2 separate regions of the Zea mays genome follow, and region 1 is linked to region 2. Evidence: chromatin contacts called from public Hi-C data. All regions are on one chromosome and are shown on one strand. The core of a region is the stretch at or near the end of the contact, and the rest is flanking DNA. Distances in the headings are between cores, read along the strand shown.

Region 1 (4,658 bases), core at 194-2,693, 180 kb after region 2:
CTTTGCATATGCATGCGTATATATTGGTTGAAAATGCATTGACATATATGGTTCCTGCATGCATGCTGCTGATTGGCCTGTTGATATACATACGTTGTTAGTATGTCTCTATTCCAAATTAAAATCCGTTTTATATTTTTAATAAATTTATAAAATAATTGATATATGTGTTTTATATATGAGTTTAGGTTTATAATCATCCATTCTGACATAATAATCAATAGCTAAAACAGATACTAATGTAGGACTGAACATATGCATTGCATCTGCATGCATGCATATGTGTCGTATGACTGCTGAGAAGGGGCCTGCCGCTTTTAGGGTCTGTTTCGTTGGGCTGTGGCTGTGAAAAAAGCTGTTATGTGCTGTGAGTTGTGAAAAAAAGTTGCTATTGGCTACGAACTGCTAAAAAGTTTAAAACTGTTTGGTGGAAACCACTAAAAGGCACTAAAATTTTTTCTATATATATTTTCACAGTTTCATCTGAAAGCCGCTAAAAACATGTCCAGAGGTGCTTTTAATTTTGCACTATAAAAAAGTCGGCTTTTCGAAAAAGCAACTTTCCAGATTCAACCTTTTGGTTTTGCTTTTAGCTTTTAAGGGCAAAAGCCAAAGACAAAAGCTAAACCAAACATACCCTTACTCTGGTTGCAGATAGATTCTTTCTTGAAAAAAGTTAAAAAAAATTATAATTAAGTCTCTGCCATGTATGGATAGGGCGGCAGGTACTCATTCATATATTTGTTTTAGTTCTAGAGTGTATAATTAAATTTCGAATATTTTTAAATCTAAAAATGAAAGAGTCTACTTAGGCGTTGTTTGACCAGCTTCTCTAAAAGTAACTCTAGTTTTGGCTTATCTTCAAGATCAACTCTTCTATAGAAGCTAATATTTTTTAATAAAATGTTTAGATAGGGGAGTGAGGGAGGAGCCGCTCGGAGCCAATTTTTTAGCTTCGGCTTTTCTCTACAAAAAATGACTTCGACTCCTCCGTAGTTTTTGTTGGGAGCGTTTTTTTAAACTGTTTGGGAGGCCTCCATAAGCCAAAGCCCTCCCAAACATGTCCTTTTAATCTGAGCATCCTTGTGCACCTTGTGGTTTGAAGTTGAACACGATGCTGCAATAGATGCCAGTAATCGCAAGATTAATATATCATCAAACTATAATACCGTAACTGCCTTTCCACGAAATGTTTTGACACAACTTGATGTCTTGACAGCGGACATTCTGAGGCGACAACCATTTTGACATACTTTTCTTACGAGAGTTGGCCCATTGTTCTTATAACAAAAATACCTGATAGTGCCGTACAGAGACGCGTTGTCGTTATTCAACTAGAGGACTTGGTCATTATGACTACGGCGACGGAAGGATGAAGGATCCCTCGAAGGAACCAACCCCAGGACGCCTTGGCATCCCCCCTGCGTCGACACTTCGACAGACATTGTGTTAGCCGATGTCACTCTGCTTTTAGCCTTTTGCCAAGTGCCAACAGCCAGGTCGAAAGGACATCTGACCGGCAGCAGGCAGACATCCGTCGCCCGCCATGGAGTCCTCATGGCTCCTCCTGCTCTCGTGCCTTCCGGCCGTATGGGTGCTTGCCGCGGCGGCGGCGGCGGCGGCGGGGCGGAGTCCCGGCTGCGCGACGAGGTGCGGCGAGATCGACGTCCCGTACCCGTTCGGCCTGGACCCGCAGTGCGCGATCCACGCGGGCTTTTGGCTCAACTGCACCACCGTGGATGGCGCCACCAAGCTGCTCGACAAGAACTCGGAGGTGACCAAGATCTCCGTGGAGGATGGCAAGGCCTGGTTCAAGAACTTCATCTCCCGGCAGTGCTACAACCAATCCTCGGGTGACATGTTCGAAAACAACGCGTGGGTCGACTATACCGGCGAGCCCTACGTTCTGTCGGCAGAGGATAATAAGATCATCGTCCTCGGGTGCAATAGTATGGCCTACATGCAGAGCGACTCTGTAAGTATACTCCTCAGTTAGCACTAGCAGTACCTGGTGTTCTTGGCCTCTCTCTCTCGTGCGGCCAAACTCTGCGCCTTAGCTGATAGTGATACATACACACTGCAGTACATAATCGGCTGCATGTCGACATGCGACGGCCCACTGAAGAACGGCTCATGCTCCGGCACCGCTGGCTGCTGCCAGGCGGAGCTCCCGCCGGGCGTCCAGTTTTACCAAGGCTTCTTCAACTCGCTGCACAACACCACCAAGATATGGAAGCAAACACCCTGCAACTACATCACCGTGATGGAGAGCGCGGCCTTCAGCTTCAGCTCCACCTACCTCACCTCGACGGTGTTGTACGACTCCGACGACGGGAGGACGCCGGTCGTGATGGAGTGGGGAATCACACGGCAGAAGTGCGAAGAAGCCAAAGCCAACAAGACTGCGTACGCGTGTGTCAGCGACCATAGCGACTGCGTCTACAGCGATGCCGCCGGCTACCGCTGCAGGTGCTCCGGCGGATTCAAAGGCAACCCGTACGTCGTAGATGGATGCGCAGGTTCGTTCCTCTTGCGCGCCCAGACATCCATATCCATGCATGCACAAGTTACAAACCGATGCGATTTTTTCGTGCGGTTTTCAGATATTGACGAGTGCTTGGACAGTGCTACCTACCCCTGCGCTGGGATATGCAAAAACACACTCGGGAATTTCACATGTTCCTGCCCACGAGGAAGAAGCATGATCAATGGCGTTTGCGTGAAAAGTCAGAGGTCAACTTGGATGGCGCCGGTTGTTGGTAGGTCGCTGCACAAGTTGCGTTAGGAAAATTCCCTACCGGGAGCACCTGCTTTTTTTTCCTACACTTTTTCAATGCTTTCCGGGTGTTTACAGAAGGAGTAATAAGTAACCTTCGTTAGGAAAATCGTGATGCATTGCAGGCGCAAGTGTTGGGCTGGTGACTCTCGTGATCGGCGTTACCTGCGCATACCTGGTCCGAGAACGGCGAAAGCTGCACCGCGTCAAGCAGAGCTACTTCCGGCGGCACGGCGGCCTGCTCCTGTTCGAGGAACTGAAGTCGCAGCACCACCAGCAGGGCGCCGCCGCGTTCACGATCTTCTCCGAGGAAGAGCTGCAGCAAGCCACGGACAGGTTCGACGCGCAGCGGGTCCTTGGCCACGGGGGCCACGGGACCGTGTACAAGGGAGTGCTGAAGAGCGGCACCGCCACCGAGATAGCCGTGAAGAGATGCATGACCATCGACGAGCAGCAGAAGAAAGAGTTCGGCAAGGAGATGCTCATCCTGTCCCAGGTCAACCACAGGAACATCGTGAAGCTCCTCGGCTGCTGCCTCGAGGTGGAAGTCCCCATTCTCGTCTACGAGTTCGTCCCGAACGGCACGCTGTTCGACCTCATCCACGGCGACCACGGCCAGCGCGTCTCGCTGGACACCCGCCTCAGGATCGCCTACGAGTCCGCCGAGGCGCTGGCCTACCTCCACTCCTGCGCGTCCCCGCCGATCCTCCACGGCGACGTCAAGTCCACCAACATCCTCCTAGACGGCGACTACGCGGCCAAGGTCTCCGACTTCGGCGCGTCCATTCTGGCGCCGAACGACAAGTCGCAGTTCGTCACCGTTGTGCAAGGCACGTGCGGGTACCTTGACCCGGAGTACATGCAGACGTACGAGTTGACGGACAAGAGCGATGTGTACAGCTTTGGGGTCGTTCTCCTGGAGCTGCTCACGGGCAAGAAGGCGTTCGACCTCCAAGGGTCTGAGCAGGACAGGAGTCTCTCCATGAGGTTCTTGTACGCGATGAAGGAGAACAGGCTTGAGGACATCCTAGACGATCAGATCAAGAACAGTGAGAGCATCGAGTACCTTGAGGAGATCGCAGAGCTGGCGAGACAGTGCTTAGAGATGAGTGGTGTGAATAGGCCGACGATGAAGGAGGTTGCAGATAAGCTTGGTAGGTTGAGGAAGATCATGAAGCATCCATGGGCACATGAGGATCCTGAAGAATTGGACAGGTTGCTTGGAGAGCCGTCTACTACAACTAACTCGACCGCTACTACTGGGAATTTCATCATTGCAATTGGAGAGCCGTCTACAGCCAACTCCACCGCTAACACTGGGAATTTCAGCATTACAAAGAGAGCTGCCATGGGCTTGGAATCAGGACGTTAGCTACTGTAAATGAAATTATATTTACCTCATTCCATATGTATATAACAGATAGAGACTGTACATTTTCTTGGCGGTACAATTCCAGTTTTACATTACCAACATGAATAAAACAAAGACGCAAAGCTTTCTCTGAGAAACTGAGACTTTGTTGCTCATATGTAGCCATGGAAAACTGTGGTATCCAGTGCAATGCATGCGCATTGGTGCAATTTGCAAGTCTAAAGAACTGGCTAGCACAAGTATATTAAGCAGAGACAAACATTCGTGACCGCAGTATATATGTGGGATGGTTTCATCATGGGAACAAACTCAGAAGTTAATTGAGCCATTTACATATATAACATTGTCCGGTATAAACATACTACAGTTGCCACGGTGCTCGGGTCTGTCCCGTTGAATGTCTCCTTTCGCAGCGGTCTTCAGGGGGAGAACTTGGGGAGTTGGTATGCGCTAGTAAATCGGATAGCGGGGCTTTCTTTAAACCCTTCGAAAGATACTTTCAGATGGAGC
Region 2 (4,238 bases), core at 1,659-4,158:
CGAGCGACCCCTGCCGCTGCCCGCCTCAGCGAAGCCCACGCCCTCGCGGCGCCACCCTCGGGCTGCGACGACGACAGCCTCTGGTAGGACGTGACTCGCATCGCGGAGCTCGTGGCCGGCGGCCCGGCTTGACCGGAGCTGGAGCTGGGGCTTAGCTTCTGATCGTCCTACTAATGTGACGTGCGCACGCCGACGTGGTTGGCGACTTGGTTGGTTCGATGTGCGCGGCTCACTCGGGGCTTTATAATCGTGGTGCAGCATGATCAGCATGCCACCGTAGTCATGTGTTGGATCCAGGGGTGTTTTGGTGTTTTCCGGGCGGGCATTTCCTGGAGTTGTTTCGCACAACTTCTTCGGACGAGCTGGACAGTGGGGCGGGCCTCAAGCTGGACAAAGACGACGACATCCTCTTCGTCTCTCTAGCTGCCAAATGGATCGATCCACTGCTACGGATCGTTCTCTGTACTCCGATCATTCTTGATAGTGGCATTTTCCACTCCAAGATTATCGGTTTTTCTTTATTCTCTATTCGTTTCTTCCGGATTCCCTCCCAGAATCGTTTCAGACGGAAACATGATCGACACTCCTATAATATAAACAGTATTGGCGTTTTCCTAGATGATCGACATAGTTCGGCAAAAACATGATCTGTTTTCCTAGATGACGTGATTGGCATAGTTCTCAGACGGAGACGACAATAAATTGGGACGACAAACCAGAGGCCGTTTGATTGCATCTGGTGAAACGAATTGCGAGCGCCAGTTCCAATTTCCAAACCAGCTGTTGAGAAGGGCGATTCCCCTTTGTTTATATAAGTTCTCAGGGATGTTTAAAGGTTGTTGACAGCTCAATCCAATCAGCTCGAACGACGGCAAAATCTGATAGACCATCCAGGCCATTGCAGAGCACCTGTCCATTTATACCAACTCTGAACTCATATTTTAGAGCCAGCATTGAGCTGATCTGTAAACATATCAGCAAGAACAGGACATCACAACTGTCAACAACCTTCAGTCATCATTAACTCCCCATTGCAGCTGCTCTAGCAGCCCGGTTTTTTTATAAACAAGACAGTCCTGGCATAAGTATCCGCTATTCTATTAACGGCATTCCAGGATTTCCTGTACAAGAAAAGAGAATGCAATTTGAATCAAAATAAGGGTCTTGCAAGACTAGGTGGCTAGATTTAGCTGACTACAGAGCATGTGTTGGTCCAGTTCAGTGCCAGTCCATTTCTCATTTCTTCGCCTTGGAGAAGCGGAGGCACCTGTACTTCTCACCACTGACAGTGATCTCAAGGGCTCCATCTTGGTTGTCTTGGCTCGATGCTGTTCCCATGAGGACGCTTTTTTCCTTCTCTAAATTCTCCTTTTCCATCTTCAGCCTGGCTTCTTGCCGTGCGATCTCGGCCTGTACAGAACAGGATTGGAACACAAGTCATGTTGCAGGTCCCTAATTACAGTTAATAGTGATGATCGGAGACATGCTTGACTTTCATCCATCAGGAAGATCCTACCCAAATGCATACTGCTCGCTCTAAGTCTTCTAATACATTTAAAGAAAACTGACCTGGCACGACCATCAACTAATTTTGCTCCTAATTAGGCAAAAGAGAACCGGCTTTACTGTTCTCGCTTCAATACTACAGGTGTTAATGATGATGATCTAGTACCAAGTGACTAAGCACTTGCTTTGTATATAAAATACCGTGTTACAGTTTGAACTAAGTCATTCCATATCAAGCACTTCAAATTAAGCCTTCCGTATAATGAGAGTTATTGATTCAACCATAGCCCAACATATGAGCACTTGTACATAACATAGCATGAGTCAAGAACTGCATTGCTGGCCAGACCATCATTGACTGAGAGAAATGAGACATAGTAAAGACATAACTAGTTAACTACATTAACTCATGGCTACTGAACACGTAATAAGAAACAGGCCAAATGTGTGCAAGCTTCCATAAGTGAAGCAAGACGGGCAAGGCAAAGCACAGCAAAATGAAATTTGGGCCATTTGGATTCTGATCTAGACGTCTCCTATTCTTATGGAGTTGTGGTTGACCTGCCACCCGGTATATGAATTTGATCTCCTCACCCATATACACTTTCTACTCCAAGAACTAACCCCACCCAACACCTCTCTCCTTGGTGCCACCACTCATCAATCACACCCCACCAATTACCAAGCCTCCACTTCCACTTTGCGAACCCAAATTTCCCTGTGAATTCATCCTTGTTGTTAGCGGCTCCCATTTCTGCCTTCTAAACACTCCTCGTTTCCTCTCCAATTTCCCCTACTGGCACCAAAACCCGCTACGGGTTTCACCTAAATGTAACTGAATTCTGATTCCCGAACTGACAATTCCGGCTTGCACCTTGGAGCATAAATCTCAACAAACCTGAAAATGTGTCGACATTGGGTAACATCGGCTAACTCATCGACGGCAAGTACAGCACGCAAGCAGGAGCAGCGCGCACTGATTGTTTCAACACCAGGACAGACGGAAGTAAAAAAGAAAAAAAAAAGAAACTGCGACGATTACCTCGCGACGGGATAGCTCGGCCTTCCAGGCGGCCTCCCGCTCGGCGACCTCGCGCTCGCGCTCCTCGATGTAGCTCTGCATCTCGCGCTCCTTCATGACGCGGTCTTGGATGTCCGCGTCCAGCGCCTCCTGCAGCTCCTTCACGAACCGGTCTACAACCGCCTTGATCCGCACCGACATCGCGGCCCCGCCCGCCTTCCCCTTCTGTTCTTCCCCTCTCCTTCCTGCTCCCCCCGCGCCACACGCCTCGGGCGCAGCAATAAACAAGGTCAAAGAACGTACCACTCCTTTTGCGTATCGCTACCGGCGCCGGTCTCCGGCGATATCCATGGGCGGCGGCTAGGGTTCCGAGGTAGCAAAGTGGGCGTCGGAGTATCGTGGACCGCTAGTTCACTTCCCTGATTCCCTCTTTCTAAACCATAGATTTTCAAGCAATTACATGTGTCATGTGTGAGCCATAGATTTTCAAGCAATTACATGTGTCATGTGTGAGGTGAGACGCGCGGTCATCTCACGGTGAGAGCACACGTTACGCGCGCTCATAAAGTAAACATTTAGGGCGGAAACCCCATTTTTTCATGAGATTTTCAATTTCCCAAATAAAAATAATTATTTTTTTTTTGATAAAATATTTTTTTTTAAAAATAGGGTTTACAAAAACTAGCACTTAGGATCGTGTTTTTTTTCCGGGAGAGAAATATTTTTTCTGGATTTGGTTTACATCTTTCCAATCTTATTAGAAACTTATCCATAACCTTTGGTGTTTGATATTTGCAGTGCAACACAGATTATGAGAAAACATCCGAGAGAAGCCGTCTCAAATTCAGTAGTCAGATACCGACATGCTGCATCGGGGAGTACACGGCATCAGTTGCAGACGACAATAAGCAACCACCTGACAATGAACGATTAACACTGATAGCAAGAGCTACAATCTTGACACCACCTACAAGCTACTGCTGCAGCGCTGCTTCTCCCTGAGTGAGCTTCGGCCTTCATCTGTTCCTCACGCATCTTTGTTGCTTCTACCAGTTTTACCATGGTCAGACGGTGTCCGGGGTCGTCATTTCCAGGACAGGCCGGGGAAGCCCACTGGCTGCTGCTGCTGCCCATAGCCGCCGCCGCCGCCGCCACTGGCCCCTGCGTGCGGCGGGCTCGGGGCGCCGCCGGATGACTCGCTCAGGCTCAATGTGCCTCTGGACGGCGGGCTGCTCGGCCCTGCCGCCACGCCCGTCGGCGCGAGCTTTAGTGGCGCCGGTGACGGGTCTGGCGGTGACGGAGCAAGCTGCTGCTGCTGCTGCTTCGGCTTCTTCTCTCCATCGGCGTCGAAGGTCCCCACTACGATCTGCACAGTACAGACAACAATGGTGGTCAGTCACTGATCACGGCGCAACCGGAGGAAGGCAATGAATGCGTCGAAAGGAAATACAAGGAGAAACGGTCGACGACATATTTCAGCAGGATCAAGAGAACAGCTGCAGCCTGCAGACCTGCACCGGTGAAGCAGCTGTCAGAAGTCCGGCGACACTGCCACCCAGGACACGGCCGTCGGGGCCTGCTAGCGAAACGCTGAGCCCACCGGTTCGACTGCGATGGCCACCATCCTCTGACAGAAGAAACGACCCGGACAGAGACAGTATCTCGAAACGACCCTGCGCAGTGCAGGAAACAAAATTTTAGTTTCCATCGT

The links. Hi-C and Micro-C count contacts between places; a contact is called where the count stands out from the background.
Region 1: a Hi-C map of leaf shows a contact between it and region 2, with 4 times the contacts expected there. The contact joins the promoter of LOC100280667 here to the promoter of LOC100191615 in region 2. A contact is called at or near these places in 2 of 25 Hi-C or Micro-C datasets (leaf and leaf mesophyll).

What each region holds. Positions count from the first base shown.
Region 1 is chr7:138,935,592-138,940,249 of Zm-B73-REFERENCE-NAM-5.0, forward strand. LOC100280667 reads left to right here and starts at 1,444. Exons shown (of 4, transcript NM_001367137.1): 1 at 1,444-1,975; 2 at 2,084-2,519; 3 at 2,604-2,759; 4 at 2,902-4,282. The coding sequence starts at 1,547. The coding sequence ends at 4,148.
Region 2 is chr7:138,757,664-138,761,901 of Zm-B73-REFERENCE-NAM-5.0, forward strand. It overlaps LOC100191615, which reads right to left and starts at 2,909. Exons shown (of 2, transcript NM_001137044.1): 1 at 2,549-2,909; 2 at 1,000-1,410. The coding sequence starts at 2,728. The coding sequence ends at 1,237. It overlaps LOC103632938 (AT-hook motif nuclear-localized protein 10), which reads right to left. Exons shown (of 6, transcript XM_020541426.2): 5 at 4,039-4,200; 6 at 3,282-3,893. The coding sequence ends at 3,612.